2 separate regions of the Ovis aries genome follow, and region 1 is linked to region 2. A link is a contact called in public Hi-C data. All regions are on one chromosome and are shown on one strand. The core of a region is the stretch at or near the end of the contact, and the rest is flanking DNA. Distances in the headings are between cores, read along the strand shown. Region 1 holds the start of BCL6 (BCL6 transcription repressor). Region 2 has its middle 120 kb from the start of BCL6.

What was found. A called contact is a pair of places that touch in the nucleus more often than the background predicts.
Region 1: a Hi-C map of tail adipose tissue shows a contact between it and region 2, with 3 times the contacts expected there. The contact joins the promoter of BCL6 here to the enhancer-like site in region 2. A contact is called at or near these places in 2 of 16 Hi-C or Micro-C datasets (omental adipose tissue and tail adipose tissue).

Annotation. Positions count from the first base shown.
Region 1 is chr1:200,383,431-200,388,411 of ARS-UI_Ramb_v3.0, forward strand. It overlaps BCL6 (BCL6 transcription repressor), which reads left to right and starts at 1,531. Exons shown (of 10, transcript XM_042233309.1): 1 at 1,531-4,981. LOC105602706 (a long non-coding RNA gene) reads right to left here and starts at 1,182. Exons shown (of 3, transcript XR_001021447.5): 1 at 920-1,182.
Region 2 is chr1:200,260,767-200,265,751 of ARS-UI_Ramb_v3.0, forward strand. No RefSeq gene overlaps it. Among named protein-coding and RNA genes, the nearest start is that of BCL6, 120 kb to the right of the region's middle. Within about 2 kb of position 1,800, at least 5 of the 54 cell types and tissues checked have an H3K27ac peak or open chromatin away from gene starts, as enhancers often do. A contact at or near this core is called in tail adipose tissue, where this site is marked.

The DNA.
Region 1 (4,981 bases), core at 281-2,780, 120 kb after region 2:
AACCAACATTTAAATAGGGAAACTGGCAGTTCTGAATAAACAAACCAAGGCCCACAGTGAAATGATTCTGCACTGCATTTGCCTTTAAAAAGAAAGGAAGGAAGAAAGAAAGATTTCCCCCCTTTTCCTCCTCCTCCTAACTCAGCTCTAAAACTAAGAGGACTGTGCTGCGTGAACCGCGTTGTAGTTGTAGCACAGTCTGTTCTAAATCCACGCAGTATCTGTGATACTGGCACCGCAGGCCTTTAGAATTCCCTCCGGCTGGTCTCTTTAAACACAGACAGGAGAGATTTTTAACAACGACCTTGAAACGAGCTGGGAGAGAGCGGGGGGAACCAAGACCTAAAGAAAAAGCAGAACACAAACATGTATTTGGCTCACAGAATTTTGTAGAACACACGCGTACGCGTACACATACACATACACACACGTTTCTTGCAGCAAGAATTTTCCTAAGAGTCAACAATAACAGAGTAAACCCACCACTTGCTGTCCTGGAAAGAAACAAACCAAAACAAATCCTTTGAACATGTCTTTCTAGCGCAGGAGAGCGTCCTCTCAGTAAAAGTCCAAGGGAAAAAGGAAAATTGAACACCCTTCCCCGCCCCCCTGAAAAAAGTGGGGGTCGGAATTGTTACATATGACAAAAAACTCAAGCTTCTTTCAACACTATCAGTATTAAAATAACACGTCTTCCTTAAATCGTTTGAGACATTTCATAGGGGTAAAACAAAACAAAATCCAACCGATGCGGGATCCTACGATTTACGTAACATCACAAAGTTGCAAAAGGCAAAAATCAGAAGCAAAAATCCGCAAACCATCATAATACAACCACCCCAAATCCCAAACCACCACACCAAGGAAAAAAAAAAAAATCCCAAACTGTCCCAAATAAAAATAAAGCAAATGAACCCACCGAAAACTGCTTGGCAAATATTTTTCTCGTGGTGCCTAATATTCTAGCTGGAAAGAGCTGTGGTGTTTTTTTTTTTTTTTTTTCCCTTACTCGCCCCGAAACCTACTATATATAACAGACTTTTCCCAAAGGTTCGAACCTCTCGCTTCCTTTTGTGTTTTGAGCTCGGAGGAGCTGAGTTTATGGGGAAGAGAGGAGAAATGAGCCCCAGACCCCGGGGAAGCAAAGCGCACTCCCCCTCTTATGTCACCGAATAGCAAATTAGTTCTCAGAATTCCAGAGGCCGAGCTTTGCTACAGCGAAGACGCCGACGTCACAGAGGGGCGCCCACGTGACGGTGGCGGAGCAGGCTGTACCACCGACCGGGGGCCGGGGAGGGAGAGCCACCGTCCGGCCCCTCGACCCTCGCGCCGAAATCTCCAAACCCGAGACGTTCAGCCCGTGAGGACCCCAAAATCTGCGGGACAGCGGGAAAATATTTTGGCTTGGAGGGCTTTTTATGGCCCGGAGGAGGCATAAGTCGTGGAGAGCTGACACCGAGTCCTCCCCTGCTACGTAGCAGTGGTAAAGTCCCCAGCTCAAATTCCGAGAATTGAGCTCTGTTGATTCTTAGAACTGGGGTTCTTAGAAGTGGTGATGCAAGAAGTTTCTAGGAAAGGCCGGACACCAGGTGATTATTGCTGTTGCTGCCGCCGCTGCTGCTGCCGCCGCCGCTGTTGCCGCTGGTGCCGCTGCCGCCGCCGCTGCTCATGATCATTATTTTACCTTTTAATTCTTTTTTTCTGCTCTTGCCAAATGCTTTGGCTCCAAGTTTCCTATGTGTATCTATTGATGTAAATGTATATATTTATTTATTGTAGCTGTCAGGTGTTAAAATAAATGCCGAAGATTAGTCCCACGTCTCTCCCACTCTAGGATGTAGATTTTTATATTTTTATTATTTTATTCTTGTTGTCTTTGAGTGAATTGGCCGGTTTGGGGAGGCTTTTGCCACCCTCCCTTGTGTTGTTTTGGTTTTTGAAGAGGAGGTGGAGGAGAGGAAGGAGGGGAATTAGGGGGCGGCCGGAGCAGAAAGGACGAGACAGTGCTTGGGGGGTGATTCGGGCAAGTCTGGGGGCTGTCTGGCCCCAGACGGCGGAGAGGACGCGCGCTCGCGCTCTCGCTCTTTCTGCTGCTGCTTGCGTACGGCTTGTGATCTCGCTGGATTCGTGCGGCTGTGTTTTTTTTTCCCTCTTTTCTCGCTTGCAAACTGCCTTCCTTGCTCCCTCGCTCCAGCCTCGCCTTCCTTCCTTCCCTCTCCTTTCCCTCGCCTCTCCTTCCTTCCCCTCTCCCGTCCTTCTTGGTCACTCCGGGAGGCGAGGAGGGAGACTGCCCTTTCGCTCGCCCCGCTGGCTCCCTTCCACCGGCCTCGGTCCTCTCGATTCCCCACCTCCGAGCCGAGATTTTGGAGGAGAAATGCAAGCGAACTCCTAGTGGATATTTATTTTTTTTCCCCTTCATAAACCCAGATGAAGTGTTCCTTTCTGAGCCGCGATCTTCCTAACGAGATCCGAGCGTTTTGGTGTCCCCTTCCCCTGCGTTTTGGGGGAGGTTTAGCTTGCCTGGGGGCGGGGATGTTGAATAGTTTGGAAATCATTCTTTCTTGGTTGCAGTCTAGGGAGTCGGGAACCCCCGCGCGCTCCCTCTCCCGGTCCTGGGGAGAGAGGCTTGTGGCGGGATGGGGATTTGGGGGTGGGGGTGGGAAAGGGGTGCGCGTTTGCACCTGCGGTGCTGTTCAGAGTGCGGGGACTCCGGGAACCTTCGCAGAACGGCCCAGCCAAGCGGGAAGGTGGCGGGATTTCTGGCGGTCGTGGTGTTTGTATTTTGGGCGCTGCGTGACTCGGTGTTAGCTCCCAATGGCTGTTTCCCTGCTTTCCTAAATTTTTATTTTTCCCGTGGTGCAAGCTTTGTGAAAACAAACAAAACAAAAACTGCGGGTCGGAGAGTAGCGGCGTCAGGCTTCAGATTCCCGAGGTCTTTGCACAGGGCGAGGGAAAAAACAAACAGCCCCAGCCCGCGTTCCTACGTGCAAGACCCGGGAGGAGAGAAGGGCACTTTGTGGCCCTGGCTGGGGGACCTGGCGCCGGAGGAGGGGGCGCGGGCGCGAACGGGAGATCTTTGTGAGTGATTTTGCAGAAATGGATTGCGAGGTTGGTTGGATTTGCAACCTGTAGCTCTCCTCGAGGGAGTAGGAATGGGGGAAGGCGGCGGCGGCGGCGGCCGGGGGCGGGAGCCGGTAGGGAGTGGAAGCCTCGGAAATCGGCTGCGCTGGGGAGCCGCGGGAGCGAGGGGGCCACTCCGCTGCCGGATGTAGTGACCGTGGTAAATGTCTTGAGAACTGTAGATTGCGTTGCCGTTATGATGCCGTGTTATTGGAACTCTGGCCAAATATGGAACTCGTGTTGCAATAATTGAGTTTTAAAAGCTATCCCATGGAAAACAAGTACACAATCCTACAAATTAAAAAAAAAAAAAGCTTGAAAAGGATCCTGTTTATGTTGTGCCCCTTCTCTAAATGTTTGTCTTGGTGGTGCGGGTCCTGACAGCTGAGCCGAAGGAATGGCCCCAAACTGGGCGCTCAAAGTCAAGAACTGTTACTGGGTCCCTGACCTCTTCTGTGAGCTCGCCATCCCCTCCAGGAAACTGATTTAATCCTTTCGGATTTTTTTTTGTTCAATCAGTTTATAGTTTCCAGGAGGAGAATCTTGTAATGCCCCCCCCCCCTTTAAAGTAAAGTGAGTGTCAGTAGATGCATTTTTTTTTACTGTCAAAAAGGAAAAAAAAAAAAATGGGGCAGGAGAGAAGGAACCAGGGAAAGGGCTGTTTAGAAATACAGTTTGTGGCTCAGAGCGATGCCACTGGCTTCCTCTACAGAGACTGCCAGTTTCCCTTTTTCTTTGCAAGGTGTGTGTGGTTTTGATAAATAACTTAAGAAAAAAATTAAGAGGGGGCCCGGCAAGATCCGTCAGGAGACAGGTATCTATTTTGCTCGCTATTTACTACCAAGAGCCTTTGGCACTTGAACAGAACCTCGTAAATCTGCAGCCCAAGTTGAAGTTCATCTGGCCCTAGTCCACACGCTATTCCTGGAGGTAGCAAACATGAGCTCAAAGGAACGAGGTGAAATCACATTCTCGCTTTAAAATATATGCTTTTTTTTTTAAAGGAGAAAAGATAATGTGTCTCTGGGGGAGGAGGAAATGGAAAGGGAGTACCAGGAGATGGGCATTCCCTGCCTAAAATGACTATAGTTGAGTTTTCAGGCCAAAATAGAAGCCTGCGGATGGGAAATAGTACCCCCCTCTCCATTTATAAATAGAAGTTTCCAATATCCTACTTGGAAGACTTTCCAATACTGCAGGCCCAAACATTGACTGATTTTAAGGGTCTGTTGATAGTGACGATAAGGCTATCTGTAAAAACCGAGCAACCTGAAGGAGAAAGCAGATAGAAGTGGGAATTCTCCAACTGGTTATTACCGCAATGCTCAGTTTCTGAGAGTTCTACCCCCTTGCTTTCATGAAAAACAAATGTCCCATTTTTATTCTCGGTTTGGGACAGGAATGGGACTCTAAACTCTGTCGTTAGTTGAGCCTTAAAGAGTTCCAGTTATTGGTTGAGTAAATGGTAGCCATGACTAGATGTCAAAATTCTTCCTTCCCTCTCTCCTTTGCTGGGTAGCCACACTCACAACCCACTTTGTTGTGAAAAATTAAGATTCAGAGAGGTGGCGCGGCAGCGCCACCCCTCGGTGGATGAAACTATCTATTTGCAAAAGTCAAATATTTGAAAAATATTGTGAAATGACCTTATGAGGATTTTTTTTTCTTTAGGAAGGAGAGAGAAAGCTAGCTTTTAAAAAAGTTGATTTCTCAAAAGGAGGGAGAAAAACGGTTTTCGAGCTAGGATGGTGTCAAAATAGGCGAAGTAGTTCGTGTGTGTGTGTGTGTGTGTGTGTGTGTGTGTGTGTGTGTGTGTGATGGGGGGAGGGTTGCCTGGTTGGCTTTACGTAGGCGAGTTTTA
Region 2 (4,985 bases), core at 550-3,049:
GAGGCTTTTCATCATTCATTAATTCTGGGGGGATTATCTCCATTATCCCTTTAAATATTTCCTCTTCTCCATTTGGATCTATTTTTTCTTTTTCCTTTTTTCTTCCTGGGACTTTATATATCGTAAATATTTTCCATTTTAAAAATAATTTCCTGCTAAGGAGAAGTCCTCAACCTGATCTCCCAGTTTACTAATTCATTCCTCAGGTGAATTTATTCTACTAATTATCATTGTGCTCATTATCTCAACTATTATATATTCATATTCAACATTTCTACTTGATTCCTCCTATGGTTTTTGTTTTCTTTGTGTATTGCTAGAATCATTTCTTATTTTGTAAATATAAAAAAATTAAATTCTCAAAAATATATGTAAGTTCTTGGTCTGTCAGTTATAACACTTCTGGTTCCTATGGAATTTGTAACTCAGTTTGTTTTTTTTATTTTGTGAATATTAGTACTTTTCTTATTTCCCATGAGCTTTCATTCCTCTGGGGTTATGGGCTACTTGGCTCAGCACTTCTGATGGTGAAAGAGATAAAGGCCAGACCTTCCTATGTGTCAGTGTGTGTGTTAAGAGTCAGTCGTGTCTGACTCTTTGCAAGCCCATGGACTGTAGCCCACCAGGCTCCTCTGTCGTAAGATTCTCCAGGCAAGCATATTGGAGTAGGTTGCCACGCCCTCCTCCAGGGGACCTTCCCTACCCAGGGATCAAACTCACATCTCCTGCGGCTCCTGTATTGCAGGCAAATTCTTTAGCGCTGAGCCACCAGGGAAGCCCCTCTGTGTCAGCAGCAATGAGTTAAAAATGGGGGTTGAGGACAGAGGATAAACCCAGAAGTGGAGCATTCCAGGCATCAGAAAATCAAAGCTAATCACTCATCACCATACCAAATAGCTCTTTAGATGTATTATTCTTTATTTCAGGGAAAATTAGTCTCTAGGAGACTATAATCCACCAAACTTGCACTCCCCTGCTTTACACCGGAGGCACACTTGCTCAAAAACTCTAAGCTCCAGTCCTTATCTGTTCCAAAGCAGTAAGGGCGGGGAGGTAGTTGGGAAGAAGATCCTAGGAAGGGATGGTTACTTTCTTGTCTTATTCTGAAACAGCAGCTTAGGTATCCTATCATAGGTAAAGCCCATTTCAGACACGTGTATATGCCAAATAAAAAGAGCTTCTGCATCTCCAGGGAGTTCTTATAGCTTTCCTTGCAATTTAAAGTTTTTCCTCTGTAGTTCCTCAGAGTGGATCTCAAGGGAAGGAGCCAATAGTTCAGTCTAGTTCAGCATCTTCTTAGAAACCTCTCTTGACTTCTCAAAGGCTATGCACTCTTCTTCCCACTCTGCCTTTCTTTAACACCTGGGTGTCCCAGGCAACAGTCGGCTGAATACTGGTGTGAGTGGGTGCACTGGGTCAGTGCATCCACTTGGACTGAAAGCAGAGGCAGCACACAGGAGAAGCCGGGGCTGGGCTCATGCTCTTATTCAGTCGTTGACTTGCTGTGGACTTCCGCAAGTCATTTAACTTCCCTGAGCCTCAGGGTCCTGTTCTGAAACGTGAAGTTAATAATAAAACTGACCTCACCGGGCTGACTGCAAGATTCAAGTGAGAAATTGGATGCTAAAGGGCTTTATAAACTGATTTTATTGATCATCTGGAGGAAGGGAAAGGAGTCTAAGGCTGGGCGAAAATTCACTTGCACAGCCTCAAAATTTTACTGTGTTGGCCCTGCTAAGAAAGCCTGATGCAACTGAGCATTCTCTTATTATAGAAAATGACGAATCTGTGTTTGATGCCAGAGTTGTCACATTCTTCCAAGAGTGCAGACTTTTATGGGCCCCTGGAAGCTCTGCCGGGGACTATTTCTGAGGACGGGAACATTGTGCCTTGTTGGCAAGGTTTGTTAAACCAAGGCCACTTGTGGTCATTGAAGAATCTGGGTCTGCCTTTGCTATGGTAGGGGCGCGGCATTAATCCTGTCCTTTGATGTTTACAGATTTGGATACACAGCTTCTGCTGAGCTTGGTGCCCTTAGCGTCCTTGTTTGGGGAGGGTCTCGTTCCAGGCTAGTTAGGGGAGTGAGAAGTGGGAGAACAGGATGGAGCAGGTCCAAATCAGAGACAAGTGGCAGAGGTAGAAATGAAAAAGAATAATGTGTTCTCTCTGGGAATTTATACAAGGACAAAGCTAATGAGACTTTGTTTTCAATTACTTAAAATGTAGTCTGTCATTGAAAAGATGATGTAATGACTTTAAAACAGAAAACAAGCCAGAATCCTACAACATATTTAACTGCTTTTATTTTTGCACATTCTTGTCTATTTCTCATTGTCATCATGTATGCGTATTACGCATTTTATCTTACGGCCTGATTTTTTAAAAATTGTATAATATGAATTTTTCTTTTCAAGTTTGTATTTTAACCACTATATAATATAATTTTGATACTGTTTTATAATTAATGAAGTCATTTTTCTACTACGGCACATTCGGCTTCTCTTCAATTTGTTTTTGTGTGTTGTTTATTTGTTTGCGTTTTCACTATTATAGTGAATGCTGTTATAGACATGTTTGTACATTTTGCTTTTTGTTGTTGTTGAATTGCTACCTTTGCACAAATTCTGAAATTCCTATGAATGGGATGACTGGGGAAATATGCTTGGGATCTTCATAGTTCTCATATACTATTTAAAAAGTGTTAATTTGAAGTGTTACTAGCCAGTTTAACCACAGCTCTTTCAAGCATTAATTGTTTGCTTAGACCTTTTTCCTATTTTAGTCTATCAAAAACAGTGCTTCAAATTTGTTTTCATCTGCACTTCTCTGTTTAAGAGCAAAGTTTAATGTTTTTCACGTGTTTTTGCGTTTGTCTAGATCATATTATTAAAATGAAAAGTAAGCTACCATAAGTTTTGAGAATTTTTTAAAAACTCTCCCCAAGTGTTCCCCAAAATATTTATTAAGGAATTTAACTTTCCAAATTAATCAGATATAATGAATCAAAGAGCAGTGTCAAACTAATTTGTCTTTTCTTTAGTTGGTTAAGTGTCTTTCATGTGTAATTCAAGTTCTGTTAGGAATGTTTTAAAGGATCTTAAAAATAAGACATGGCTATTAACTCCCCAAAGTTTACATTCCAGTACAGTTATTACCATATGACTGATCGGGATTCAAAAATTGTTCAGTGTTATAAGAAGAGAACAGAACAAGAGTTATGAGGAAAGAATGGGGAAATTATTTCTGACTTTAGAGGTGGAGTATGAGGAGTCAGAGAAGGCTTCTTGGAGGAAATTGCATCTGAGTTGAATGAAAAGGGTCTCTGAGATAGGGACCTGTTTCAGGGCAGTGGGGGAAGTGTGTTGGTGAGAACGTTTTACTCATTTTTCATGGGGAGCTTCTGAGATTGTTTTCTTAATATTTTAATTGTATTGATTACAGTTGATTTACAATGTTGTATTAATTTCAGGAGTAGAGCAAAGTGACTCAGTTATACATGTACATATATTCATTCTTTATATATATGTGTGTGTGTGTGTGTGTGTGTGTGTGTGTGTGTATCTCCATTCTTTGAGTCTTCTAAGGCATAGCTACTCTCCTTCTTGTGGGAAAATGGAGCCAGGCAGGGATGACCAATCCATGGCCAGCAGGTCACATGAAAGGGACAGGTTTCCCTGTAAGTTTCATTTTAAAAACAAACATAAGACAAAAATTGACCAGTTTCAATTGTCTCCACAACAGTAAAATTATATTATGTATTTTGAAAGGCCTGAAATTTACAGTGAGGCTCAGTGCTTCCCAGTCCCTTCCAAGACATGGTACACAAAGAAACTGATAGTATTTCTTTGTTGTTCTGGAGTAAACATACCCACATGTTATTGGGGACAACTAGCTCAGAGTCCTGGCTATTCCTGGTCCTACTAATTGTCCAAAATGCTGAAAGGATAAATTTCTGGGCACTTTGGAACCCACTGGGTAAACATCATGTGGGAAATTCTACTAGTAGATAAAATGATTAGTAGAAACAGTTACTGGACATTTATTCTGCATGATAAATAATCAGTGAATTGGGCACTGAGATTGGTAAAGAATAAAAAGAAATTATTATAGCCCTTAATTGCTATGACTTTGGCCAGGTGATTTACCATGGGATAAAGAAACTTCTAGTATTACATACAAAGTAACATAATTGCACCCTGAACTTTTTACCATCAGCGTGATTGGATACGATTCTTTTTGTTATTTTCTAAAGAGCAAGCCTTCGCTAGCACTCTTTTTGTTCCCCAACACATTGTCTCAACAATTTATTAGAAAAGAAGTGGTTTCAAAGGTATCCTTAAGGGGATTCTAGTCTACTCTTCTTCCCAGTGAAAGAGTACAGTCTATAATTTTCCTGATAAGTCACTGGCACTGAGTTCAAAGTTTGAAAATCAACCCAAGAGACAAGAAACTTACCTAAAGAATATATTACAAAGCTGGCTGATAAGAATTAATATTTTGCATTTATATAGTGGTCTTGTTAGTTCAAAACTTAATCATATCCCAAAAGGTAGAAAGGTAGCAGACAGATTTCTTGAGATCGTCATTCAAAAAAAGAGCACTTCAGTCTAGTTATTTGTTTACTTAATTAAACCCTGTCTTGCTCTAGAAGTTGTTTCAACTAGACAGAGTATATTGGCCATTCAAGGATTCAATAGTTTAAAGTTTAAAGGTTAGAAAATGATTTAAAAGACAGTCTTCGCATAACAGAAAAAAATGTATTTGCAAGAATATGTTTTAAAAAGTTACACAATTAGGTGAAGTGCTCTTGTGGAAAAATTCCTGAAAACCTTTGGTATACCACCATGCTTATTATTATATTAGAAATTCTAGCAGCTGTGCTTTTCTTCTAAATTAAGAAAATTAAGCAATATCATGAGCTAATGCCACATCAAAGTGGCATATTTCAACACTTCAAGGCCATGTGTTGCCAGAGTTGAGTTTTC